2 separate regions of the Anser cygnoides genome follow, and region 2 is linked to region 1. Evidence: chromatin contacts called from public Hi-C data. All regions are on one chromosome and are shown on one strand. Each heading gives the region's core, a stretch centred on a gene start, on an enhancer-like site or on the middle of the called end of the contact. The rest is flanking DNA. Distances are from core to core; before and after follow the strand shown. Region 1 holds the start of ANAPC2 (anaphase promoting complex subunit 2). Region 2 holds the start of PNPLA7 (patatin like phospholipase domain containing 7).

Evidence for each region. A called contact is a pair of places that touch in the nucleus more often than the background predicts.
Region 2: a Hi-C map of fetal liver shows a contact between it and region 1, with 2.3 times the contacts expected there. The contact joins the promoter of PNPLA7 here to the promoter of ANAPC2 in region 1. A contact is called at or near these places in 4 of 7 Hi-C or Micro-C datasets (fetal liver, granulosa cells and liver).

Annotation. Positions count from the first base shown.
Region 1 is chr20:10,340,873-10,346,112 of Taihu_goose_T2T_genome, reverse strand. It overlaps ANAPC2 (anaphase promoting complex subunit 2), which reads left to right and starts at 2,383. Exons shown (of 13, transcript XM_066980525.1): 1 at 2,383-2,675; 2 at 3,299-3,921; 3 at 4,444-4,576. The coding sequence starts at 2,592. It overlaps SSNA1 (SS nuclear autoantigen 1), which reads right to left and starts at 2,596. Exons shown (of 3, transcript XM_048053421.2): 1 at 2,468-2,596; 2 at 2,182-2,381; 3 at 96-318. The coding sequence starts at 2,519. The coding sequence ends at 190. It overlaps TPRN (taperin), which reads left to right. Exons shown (of 5, transcript XM_066980545.1): 5 at 1-1,279.
Region 2 is chr20:10,566,295-10,571,534 of Taihu_goose_T2T_genome, reverse strand. PNPLA7 (patatin like phospholipase domain containing 7) reads left to right here and starts at 2,322. Exons shown (of 35, transcript XM_048056282.2): 1 at 2,322-2,720; 2 at 5,098-5,163. The coding sequence starts at 2,685. It overlaps MRPL41 (mitochondrial ribosomal protein L41), which reads right to left and starts at 2,181. Exons shown (of 1, transcript XM_066980544.1): 1 at 1,528-2,181. The coding sequence starts at 2,036. The coding sequence ends at 1,629. It overlaps DPH7 (diphthamide biosynthesis 7), which reads left to right. Exons shown (of 9, transcript XM_048056375.2): 9 at 1-54.

The DNA of each region.
Region 1 (5,240 bases), core at 1,134-3,633:
TTTTTGTAGGATACCTACCCTGATCCCTAGCATGAGGGGATTACATTTAGCAGTCCTCTAACTAATACCAAAGTGCATTTGAAAGGAAAACGTACTCCTGCAAACAAAGACTTTTATTAAATGTGGCATCCTTGTACCAGAACAGCAGCTGTCCCAGACCAACAGGCTTTGCCAGGCTGAAGAACAAGTTTAGGAATGCTTTTGTCCACTTGTTAGTTTTTCTTTTTGTTTTGAAGTGCTTTTCGGCTCACTGGCTTTACTAGCACTCCCAATTTCTCCCTTCAGGACATCTAGCAATGTCTGAGAACTCTCCAGAATCTGGGAAAGAAGGAAATAAAAACAGCTTATTTTTTTACATCAACTAAACAGTTCTCTCTGAATTCACCTGATCTACCTTGGAGCAAGAGGGACTCTCCATCCCTTAGGATGATACACCGCTGAGAATTAGGTATTCTATCTCACTGCAGGAATATCCGTGGAGGAATTTCTCTGGTTTATGCCCATTTTTTGAATAAGAAATAACTTAAGCAATTTATCTGTCTTCGAACACGAGACAGAGAACTTCCTGCTGCAGCAGGCTGTGGACTAAACTTTAGTTTTTAAGAGATGCTGATACTTGGGCTTTTTAAATCAGTATTAGAATTGTACTCAGACACCGTTTCAACTGTCTTCTACTATTAAAACTGCACACTTTAGGTTTCTTGCTTCAAGATGTTACTCAACTCCACAATGACCTTAAGTCAGACTAAATCTTTCTACTTTTATTCATTTTCTTCTGTTTTTAGCTTATGTTTTATATAATTTAGCACTCGCACTTGTGGTGCGTTAGGATACAAGGCTATGCTAGGCTTAGAAAATCTTGTTGCCTGTCCATCTCCCCGTTGTAAAGTTGTAACACGGTGGACAACTGTAACAAAATGTTGTAGCAGGGCTGTAGTCCCAAAGATCATTTTTACACTCCTGTGAACTTGTGGAAATCATTAAGTGGTCAGAGAAGAGATGAAGGCAAGTGCCCCGAAGGCCGACACGCCACTAGAAGTTGGGATCTTGTCGTCTGTGTCCATGGAAGAATGCGGTGGATGGGGACGGAGTCCTGCGACTCATGGGCTGGGGGAAAGGCAAGGAGTATGATTACAGACAAGAGATGGAAATCCACAGGAAAGGAACTTTGTTACTTGTTTCTATTTGCAGGATGTCTGCATTTCCTCTCCTAACCACCTTGGCTTTTTACCTACTGTGACTTTGTCTTCTAATTTCAATAAACATGAATTTGTTTGTAGGATAGGGGGTTGTGACTTGTATCTCAGGGAAGGTTTCTTTTAGAACCTTTGCTGTTGTTTGTGTAGCTTTACAACAAAATTTCTAAGCTGTTACATTTTCTATGTGAGTTCTCCCCTTCACCCTAAACCATCAGGTCGTGAAGCAGGCAGAGAAATCAGCTCCAGCTTCATCTGAAAAACAGCTGCTGCCAGGAAGGCTGGCCAGAAGGTCCTGGCCTGAGGAGATAAGAGGATTCAACACTTATAGCAGTTGTTGCATTCAAAAAAAAAAAAATGGGGAAAAAGGAAAATTTAGGCAACTACCTGGAAAGATTCTTTTACTTTTTTTCAAAAGCTGATTGGAGTTTTATTTTAAAAGCGAGCTCAGCTGTTATCCTGTCAGCGGAATGAAGCAGTCCCTGCCCAACAGAGGTTACAAATCCAGGAAAGCTGAAGGGACTGAGCCATCCCACAACAGAAATGACAGCGATGGTCAGCCCTTGTGCTGTTCGCTTGCCTCCTGCCCCCTTACTGCTCTGACATTCCTGCTCTTTCAGTGACGATATGGCAGATGCTGCCTAATAGAAAGACGGAAGATGAGGTTACTTGAAAGTGAAGCAAAAAGAGCGTAGGCCAGCAAGAGCGGGGCCAACAGTTCTGGCATCGGTTTGTTGTTACCTGCTTGGATTCCTGGTCTTCTGGCCGTGTCTGCTTTCCTCCTTTTCCTTTCCCCTCTCCCCGGATGACAGTGTTGGTGAGGGGGGCCTTTTGTCAGGGTTCGGGGGCCCAGGGACCATTTCCCTCTATTTTCACAGCGTGCTGTGGCTTCCCCCGCCCCTGCTCAGCCGGGGGCAGCCCAGCAGAGCCCGCAGACCGCCCCAAATCCCCTTTCCTCCCTCAGGCAGGGTGTCGGGCCCGGTACCTTGCCGTAAGCCGCCTCCGTTTCGGCGATGCTCCTGTCCAGGTCGCTCCGTGCGGCCAGGTGCCCGGCCAGGCTCTCGTTGGTGCGGGCCAGCCGCTGGCTCAGCGCCCCGAGCCGGGCCTGCAGCCGGCCGCGCTCCGCCTCCTCCTCCCGGATCCGCCCGTTCAGCTCCTCCCGCCGGGCTCGCAGCTCCGCCAGCCCTGCCCGGCACGGCCCGGCCCGGCCCGGCCCGTCAGCGCCCGGCCCGGCCCGGCCCGGCCCCGCTCACCCGCCCGGCCCCGCTCACCCTCCAGCAGCGCCGCGTTGTAGCCCTGCAGCGCCGCGCCCGGCTCGCCCATCGCGGCTCCCGGCCCGGCCCGGCCCTGCCAACGGCCCCGCCGCGCTCCGCCTCTTCCTGCGGCGCTGCCCGCATGGAGCCGCCGGCGGGCGAGGAGCTCTCGGCGGCCTGGCACCAGCTCAGCACCGCCCTGGTGCCGCCCGCGGCCCTGGGGCTGGTGAGCGGGGGGCGGCCGGGGGCGGCCGGGGGGTGCCGGGGGCTCGGGGCGCCGCGGGGGGGGCGCCGCAGCCGCCCTCGTCTTGGGGCCGGGGGGAACCGGGGGGGAGCCGGGGGAGCCGTGGTGCCTGAGGGGGTCCCGGGGTCCGGCCCCGGCCCCTCTACTTTCGGGTCTGGTTTTCTGTTCGCCCTCTCGACGTGGCCCCAAAGCCCTCTGTGATGAGGTGCCATGGCCCCAACGCCCTCCGTGACGAGCTGTGTGGTGGAAAAGCGGCCAGAAAGACCGCTGCTTCCTCCCTCGGTGCTGCAGCTGTCTGCCTGATTGCTCCCTGCGGAAGGCAGTTTTGGGGTTTTGTTCCAGGGCCTTGTGTTTTGGGGTGGCACATGGCACCAGCCTGTGCCTCCTGCAGCAGCCGCCGACGGGGACCGCGGTGGGTGGTGGCGTTTGGGAATGGGGCCTCTGAGGTGGATGGTTGGCTTCCAGCAGTGGTCCGAGACCCTGGCCTGGTGCTGTTCAGCAGACCTGCGTGCATTTGGTCTCCACTCCTCAGGGCCAAGCGGTCTCTTCTGCCACAGATCTACCTACAGAAGTGTGCTTGACTTGCTGTCCCTTCTGCTTTCCAGGCAGCACCAAGGTCTGATCCTGTGGGGCCGCTGAAGGATGCTGACCTGCGGGCTGCCCTGGAGGTGCTGCGCTGTTACGACCTGCACTCGATCGTGGAAGAGTGGTTCATCGAGGTGCTGCAGACGGACCTTCAGGCAAATATAGCTCCTGAGTTCTGGAACTGCATTGGCCAGTATGAAAACACCGCGGAGGAGCCTCAGTGCTCCTCACTCCTCCTGGACGCGTTTTGTCTTCTCAAGTGCCGCCTGGACCCCTACCTAAACAGCCTGGAGCTCCTGGAGAGATGGACCAAGGCGGGCTTGCTGCTGGGGACAGGCGCTCAGATGCTGCAAGAGAAGGTCTACACCATGTTCAAAGCTATCCTTTTTTTCTCCACCACAAAGTCCTTCCAAGAAATGATCCAGCAGTTCTATAGCCGCACTTTCCGGATATACATGCGGCAGTGGAAGAAAGGAGAAGAAGGAATGAACGAGTGTGAGAGCAGCATGAGTGAGAACGAGCAAGAGAGTGATACGGAGGAGGGCGGAGGGGAGAGCCAGGTGTGCGCAGGCTGCGGCAGTAAGAGGGAGCAGTGCTGGTGTCCCAAAGCCATGGAGCAGTTTCAGCAGCTCAATGACATTCTGTACGTACGTTATGGGCTGGTGGTGTCTCACAGAACGAGCAGATAGTCCAGGGAGGGTGGCAGCAGCAGGTCTTGTTGTGTCTGAAAACTGGAGGAGTTGTGCATGGGGTTACGCAGGCAGTGACATAGTACCACCTAGGAAACTTCACACAGAGTTTCTGTGGCTGCTGGCTAGCTGGTGGCTGAACTGGAGCAGATTTTTAGACTGAAGCTGTTTTTACTGGCTGTGGGAATATCACCGTCTTTTTTAAGGCCTTCTGTCCCAAAGAAGCAAACTTCTCTAAATGAAAAAGCTTTTGATAGCTAGAAAATAATGCTTCTGAATAAGATGGGATAGCAGTAGTTTCATCTATCATATATGTAGTGCATCTGTGCAGGCTCTCAGAGCATTTAAATTAAGAGCTGTTCGTACATCCATGGACCACGCAGGGAGGTCGGTGCCTTCAGTTAGTTAGATTTTCTTTATTTGCTTGTACTTTCGCTTTTGGTCACTCTGAAACAGGTCTCTGTCTGTGTCTGCAGCCGCCGGTTGAATTTGCTGGAGAGAGTGAGCGCCGATGCTGTCACAACCATCTTGCACAGGATGATCGAGGAGAGGATGGAGCAGAGATGCAGGGGCGAATATGAGCACTCTTTCCTGAATGAGTTCCAGGAGGTGAGGAAGGTGTGGGGGCAGTCAGGGCCCTTGCTCTGGAGATGTGGAGCTGCTCCTGTTACTGGTGTAGCTGCTCAGGTGAAATTCCTGATTCTCCCTGAAAATGCCTGTTCCTGGGCTGTGACTTCCACTATCCCAGGCAGAAGAGGAGTGGTTAAAACTTTCCATTTTGATTTAATGTTACAGGAGAATGTTTGCTCTGACCTATGCATAGCACACCGCTAGATTTCACCTGGTGATGTCCCTATTAACAAGGGAATTTCTGTGGTTCTGTTCTACAATCTATGTGAACGTGAAGTGCCACCTAACCTGTAGAAGGCCCTCCCTGTGTATAGGTGGGCCCATAACTTCAATTTGTGCAGCTGTTTTCTCTTCACTTTCTAATTTTTCAGCATCCCTTTAAATCAGGAAGCAAGGATGGGAGATAGTGTTCTGGTATTGATTTCTCCAGTGGGCTGCATACAGAATTAAAATCCTTCCTTGCATCTATCCAGTTCTTTTGCTGCTACCTTAAACCGAGTTTGTGTTATTTGCTCTGTATGACCTTAAAATTCTTCTCAGAGTTATGGCTCTTCTGGGATACGGGCTCTGTTCTGCAGGCTTGCTCTGCACTCTTTGTTCCTTGGTGCATGCCCTTGCGTTTGCCTGCGTTGAAGAACAATGC
Region 2 (5,240 bases), core at 1,073-3,572, 230 kb before region 1:
ACGCCCTATTTTTGGATGTTTCTAAAATAAAATCAATACAAGTGATTTATCTTTCTTGGTTGTTCTGACTTTTTAAAAAAGCCTTTCACACTTTGGTTGGATTGTTGCTACATTTATAATCGCTAAACAACATAAAGCCAGTGTTGCTACACTCCATACTGATCTAAGACAAAAGAATTTGTTACTAAGAAGAGTGATTCACTGTCTTCAGTTGTGTGTCTTATTCCAGGACAAACTCCTGCAGAACACTACCGCTGGCATCATTCCACCACAAAAATCAGCTAGTTTCTCTTCCTGTTTCCCATCTTTAGCGAGTTAGCCCACCTGAGGACCTCCATTCCTGTCATGTAACAGCTCGGTTTCTTTAAGGGTGATTGGTGGTGTGCTTGTTCTTCAGGAGACCAAGTAGACAAGTATTTGGGGTTTTCAGCCCTGAATGCAGTCCTGCCAAGTGGAAGCAAACACAGAATCCCTCCCCGTCATCACAGCTCTATCCAGACTTGATGGTTTTGTTTTTACAAAACACTTTCAGGACTTATCTGTCAGTCTTCACTACAGACTGGATGCTCACAGAGAACATAGGTAACATGCATCTTTTCTCCAAACGTGAAAAATTTCATTTTAATTAAATTAGCTGATACTCAAGCTTTGCAGTACTTTGTATTTGGAAAGCCTCATAAAAAAAAAAAAAGTACCTTTGGGCAGTGCTACAGCCTCCACACAGATCTGTTGCATAGAACCATTTTATCAAAAACTAAGTACTTAAGTGCCAGGGGAAAAACCATGTTATCTCCAGCAATTTACTTAGAATTTAGCTATTTTTACTTCATAAGCAGTTCCACACAACTCTTAAGTGCTGCTTGTATACGTTGCATTTTATGAGTTGTAGGGCATTGCTCTTTCAGGAATCTATGTCAAAGACAGTTCTTGAGATGTATTTCAAATTTAAGCATCTATCTTCAAAGGTCAAGCACCTGCACTGCTAAGGAACAGTCACTGTAACAATTAACTGTATCTTGATTTACTTCAAAAGTGTAGTTTTAAGGCTTGGGAAAGCCTGGAATAATTGTGCCATTCAATATAAGCTACGGCTCCTGCTCAGAGAGCTTAGGGTAAAGCTTTGTTGGAGGTCTTATCCCTGTTTTAGGGGAACATTTCCCTTTACCTAGGGAGAAATTTATTTGAGCATTCCGCTTTTGGCTGTGCTTGCAACTTGCAGCAGAGCTGTGGCAGTGCTGACCAGGGACACTTCAATTGGAAGTGGCTCATTCCACAGCTCCAGACACTCCCGGAGGCAGAGGAGCCCTCCCTCGTTCCTGGAGGTCAGGCACATTTGTTTCTGCAGCCTGGAGAGAAACTCCCTCCTGCTATTACCAGCGTGTGGTCAATCAGCTCTTGTCTGACAGCAGGACACCCACACGTGCCGCTACACACGCGGTGCAAGCCAGCTAACGCCTTCCCTGCTCGCTGATGGGGAACAAGCTGCCAGTTCCCCCACCGCGATTTAAATCACACATTGCAGAAAGACAAAGCGGAAGGATCGGCTTTTAATACCCACTGAAAGAAACAGTCCCGGATTTGCGGGTGCAGGCCAAGTCTCTCCCACCACTGCTCACGGCAGCAGCTCCCTAGCGCACGTAGTTCTTGGGGAAGAGCTGGAAGAGCTTGCCTTCCTGCGTGGGCTCGAAGCCGTACTTCTGCAGGTCGTTGGGGTCGAAGGCGCCTTCCTTCACGTCCTTCTCGATGCGGGGCGCCACCACCTCGCTGAAGAGCAGCTTGGCCGTCAGCGGCGGCTCGGAGCCCTCGGGGGCGCGGTACGAGACGTAGGGCTTGAGCTTGAAGCCCGCCAGGTCGGGGACGACGAACTGCGGCACCATCTCCTTGACGAGGAGGAACTTCTTGCTGGAGGTCAGCACGCCCAGCTTCTTGGCCCCGCGGCCCTTGTTGTGGCTCCGGGGGCCGCGCTTGCTGGTGAACGGCGACATGCGGTCGGCGCCCCGCACCAGCCCGCGGGCCAGCTGGGCCAGCAGCCCCATGCCGGGCTCCTGCGGCCCCTCAGGAAGCGGCGGGACAGGGGAAGGCGGCGCCGGGCTGAGGGCTCCGAGCTGAGGGCTCTGTCTCCCGCCGCCGCCGTCTCCCGTCAGTGCTCGGCTCCCCTCACACAACCCGCACCCCGCAGCACCGCCCGCTCCCACTGGTCGGAAGGCACCGGCCAATCCGCGACGCCTATCTTAGCCTGCTCTCGGCGCGGGGCTGGAGGGGGCCAACCAGCAGCGAGGAGGCCGGCTGGGTGGGCGGGGCTTGCCGCTCCCCTCAGCGGCGGGGGCGGTGGCGACGGGCGAGGGGGCGGGGCCGGGTGAGGGGGCGGGGCCGGGCCTGGCTTCGGCCCCGTTCGGCCCCGTTCGCAGCGCGGGGGCTCCGGGCGGTGCCGGTACCGGTACCGGTGCTGAGCCCCCCGGCTGCTGCCGCCTGCCTGCAGCGAGGCTTTCCGTTTGGGAGCGTAGCGGAGAAGCGGAGCTTTCACAAAAAGCAGCCCGGGCCTGGGGGAGGTGGGCGCTGCGCGGCCCCCGCCCGCGGTTTCGGTTTTTTTTTGCCCCAAAACGAGTGCGGGGCCGGGGGCGGGGCGCGGTCCCTCCCGTCGCTGAGCTCGCCTTCGTCCCTCGGGGGCCCCGGCACCGGCAGGCATGGCCGAAGAGGAGGGCAACAGCAGCAGCCTGGAGGTACGGGGGGCTCCTGTGGGCTTTTGGCGTTTTTCTCTCTCGGCGTCGCCAGGACCCGGAGCGACGCCCGAGCACCGTCGCTCCGTGCGGTGCTGTTTGGGAAGAGCTTTCCCTCACGGGGGCTTTAACCCTCCGGACGTTTCGGGATCGGTCCCGCTCCCGGCGGATTGTACTTTACCGTTTTCCGATTTGTTTTGCCCACGAGCCGCTCGCTCTCGGCTCCCTCTTCCCAGCCGCCGGCAGCATGGCGCGGTTTCTACGTGCCCTGTGCCTGATCCTAAGCCGGCAGCTCGCGGCCCGGCGGGGCACTTGTCGCCCTTCCCGTAATGACACACAGGGCCCGCGATAGGAAATGGTCATTGCTGGAACTCAAAGCTACGTACGGCGTGCTCGTAGGCAGGTAAAAGGCGTTTTCTCGTGAAAATCCTGTATCTGTAGTCAAGCCGTAGGCATGCGGCCAGGTGTGCCCGTGAGCCACAAGGAAGTCTGGTGTTCAGAGGAATTCGGATTTAAGGTCCTGCTTTCTGCGCCGGCGGAGGCTTTGCACCCCTCCCTGTGCGGGGCACGGCTCCCTCCCTGCTTACCTTTGATTGCAATGCAAAGTTCCTAAGTTCTCGCTGGAGCTGCTTGCTCTGTGCTCGGTACTCTGGATGGGCGTGAGCGTTACTTACGTAGCTCTGTGTTTTTATCTACCGTGAAGTTTTCATTAAGAAAATGAGAATTAAACCTCGGGGAAAAAGCAGACAAATTATTTTCACGTCAACGCACACTCGTAGCCTATCGCCGCTTTATTTTCCCGTGAAGTGCCGGTCTTCTCAGGGATGTTCAAAACAAGTTTTGTGTCCGAGGGTTGTCTGAAGGCTTCTGAGGACTACGTGAGGTCCTTGAACACAGGTGCTGGTAGTGGAGGCTGCGTCCTGCAGCCGTGGGATGTTGTGGCTGTGCAGGGCTGGGGATTTAACAATTTCACAGCTGTCCCAGGGGCTGTCTTCTTATGAAGAACTGCTTACATGGCTCGGGTGCCTGTGAGGTCACATCCTGCTTGTTGGCTTTCCGTGCTGTTCCCAAAGGTTCACCAGTGCTTGAAAGTCTCCCCATGCTGTGGGGGGAATGTTGTTCACGCTGCTGTTGGTAATAAACCATGTACGAGCCTCTCAGTTTCTCCTGGAGGTCTGAATTTTTTCTTTCCCGTGCTGACTTTCTGTACTGTGATGGGAGGGCTCTGCGTGTGCGTGTTTTGGTTTGTCGTGACTTTGTTTCTTCTCACGTAGCAGCAATGTGACTGTCAGTTGGCAACTCCTGTTTTCCGTGTTATTTGAGCTCGTACAGGCCTGGATAGTAGCAGAACAGTGCGTAACCCTGACGCTGTCAAGGAGAAACAAACTAGGTGACCACAATGACTAATATTGCGAACTCACTGGGCTGTGCCACTCTGTATTGGTGGCTAACAGCTTTTCAACATTTTTTTTTTTTATTGTGACCTTTCACTGCCATCCCACTAATAACAGTCCGGCACCGATAACAGCGGTAGTTCGAGGATGTTGGGAACGTTGTTGGTACGCTGCGTTAAAGCAGTCTCAGAAGATAAAATCTCATCTGCAAGCATCGGCTGGTCAGGCACTGCAAACCCGGAATGAACTTTGATGAGGGAGACTCTCGTGGTTTGGTGACTCTCAGCGTGCACTTGCAGTTTACTTTTGGTTGCAAAGCTAAATTAAGACATCATCCGAATCTGGAACTGAGGGCAAAAATTGGCACCAAAAAATAAGATTCAAGTACTTGAAAGGTTTGAGTCAGACTTAAGACTTGCTGGCTGGTGTGTTCTTATACTCTTTTTAGTTTCCTACTTGTTCCTAATGTTTGGTTTGCTTTTTACCTCCGCTCAGGTAAGTTCTGAGCTGTAAAACTTACAGCTTTTATAACTTCCACATTTTTTCCCCAGAATAACAACAGTCAGGATAGGTTCCAGGACTGTATACCTGAGTTAGAGCTTTTACCCACGTGCATATCTTCCTGGTTTAAGCTGAATTTCATCTGCCACATGATTGCTTATTTTCTTAGTCTCATAAAAACGTAAAGTTCCACTCTTGTCCGTATTGCTCTGAGTAACATAGTCATCAAAAAAAAAAAAAAAAAGCTATCACCTCACTGTTTGACCCTGTTTTAGCATGGTTTAGGAACTGACACCAATATAGAACTCCAGTACTGGCCCCTCCTCACTGAATGTGTTGTGTTTCAAAGTGGATGATGGTTGAAAGAAAGACATTGGAAAATATAATCAAGTTGTACTGTGTATGGCAGAGCAGACACTGAGATGTTTTTATGGAGGCTTTTTGCCTGTTGTGGGAAACTAATTTCACTTTCCTTTTGGTGCTAGGCTGTGTTACCAGCAGGTGGAACGCGAATTCTTCAATTCGTAGAAGACAGAATACAGACTACTATGGTAATGTACAGCTTTAATCAACTGGATGAAAGATTGTGTGTGCATAAATAGTGTGCACTTGCTTGTAAGCTCCAAGA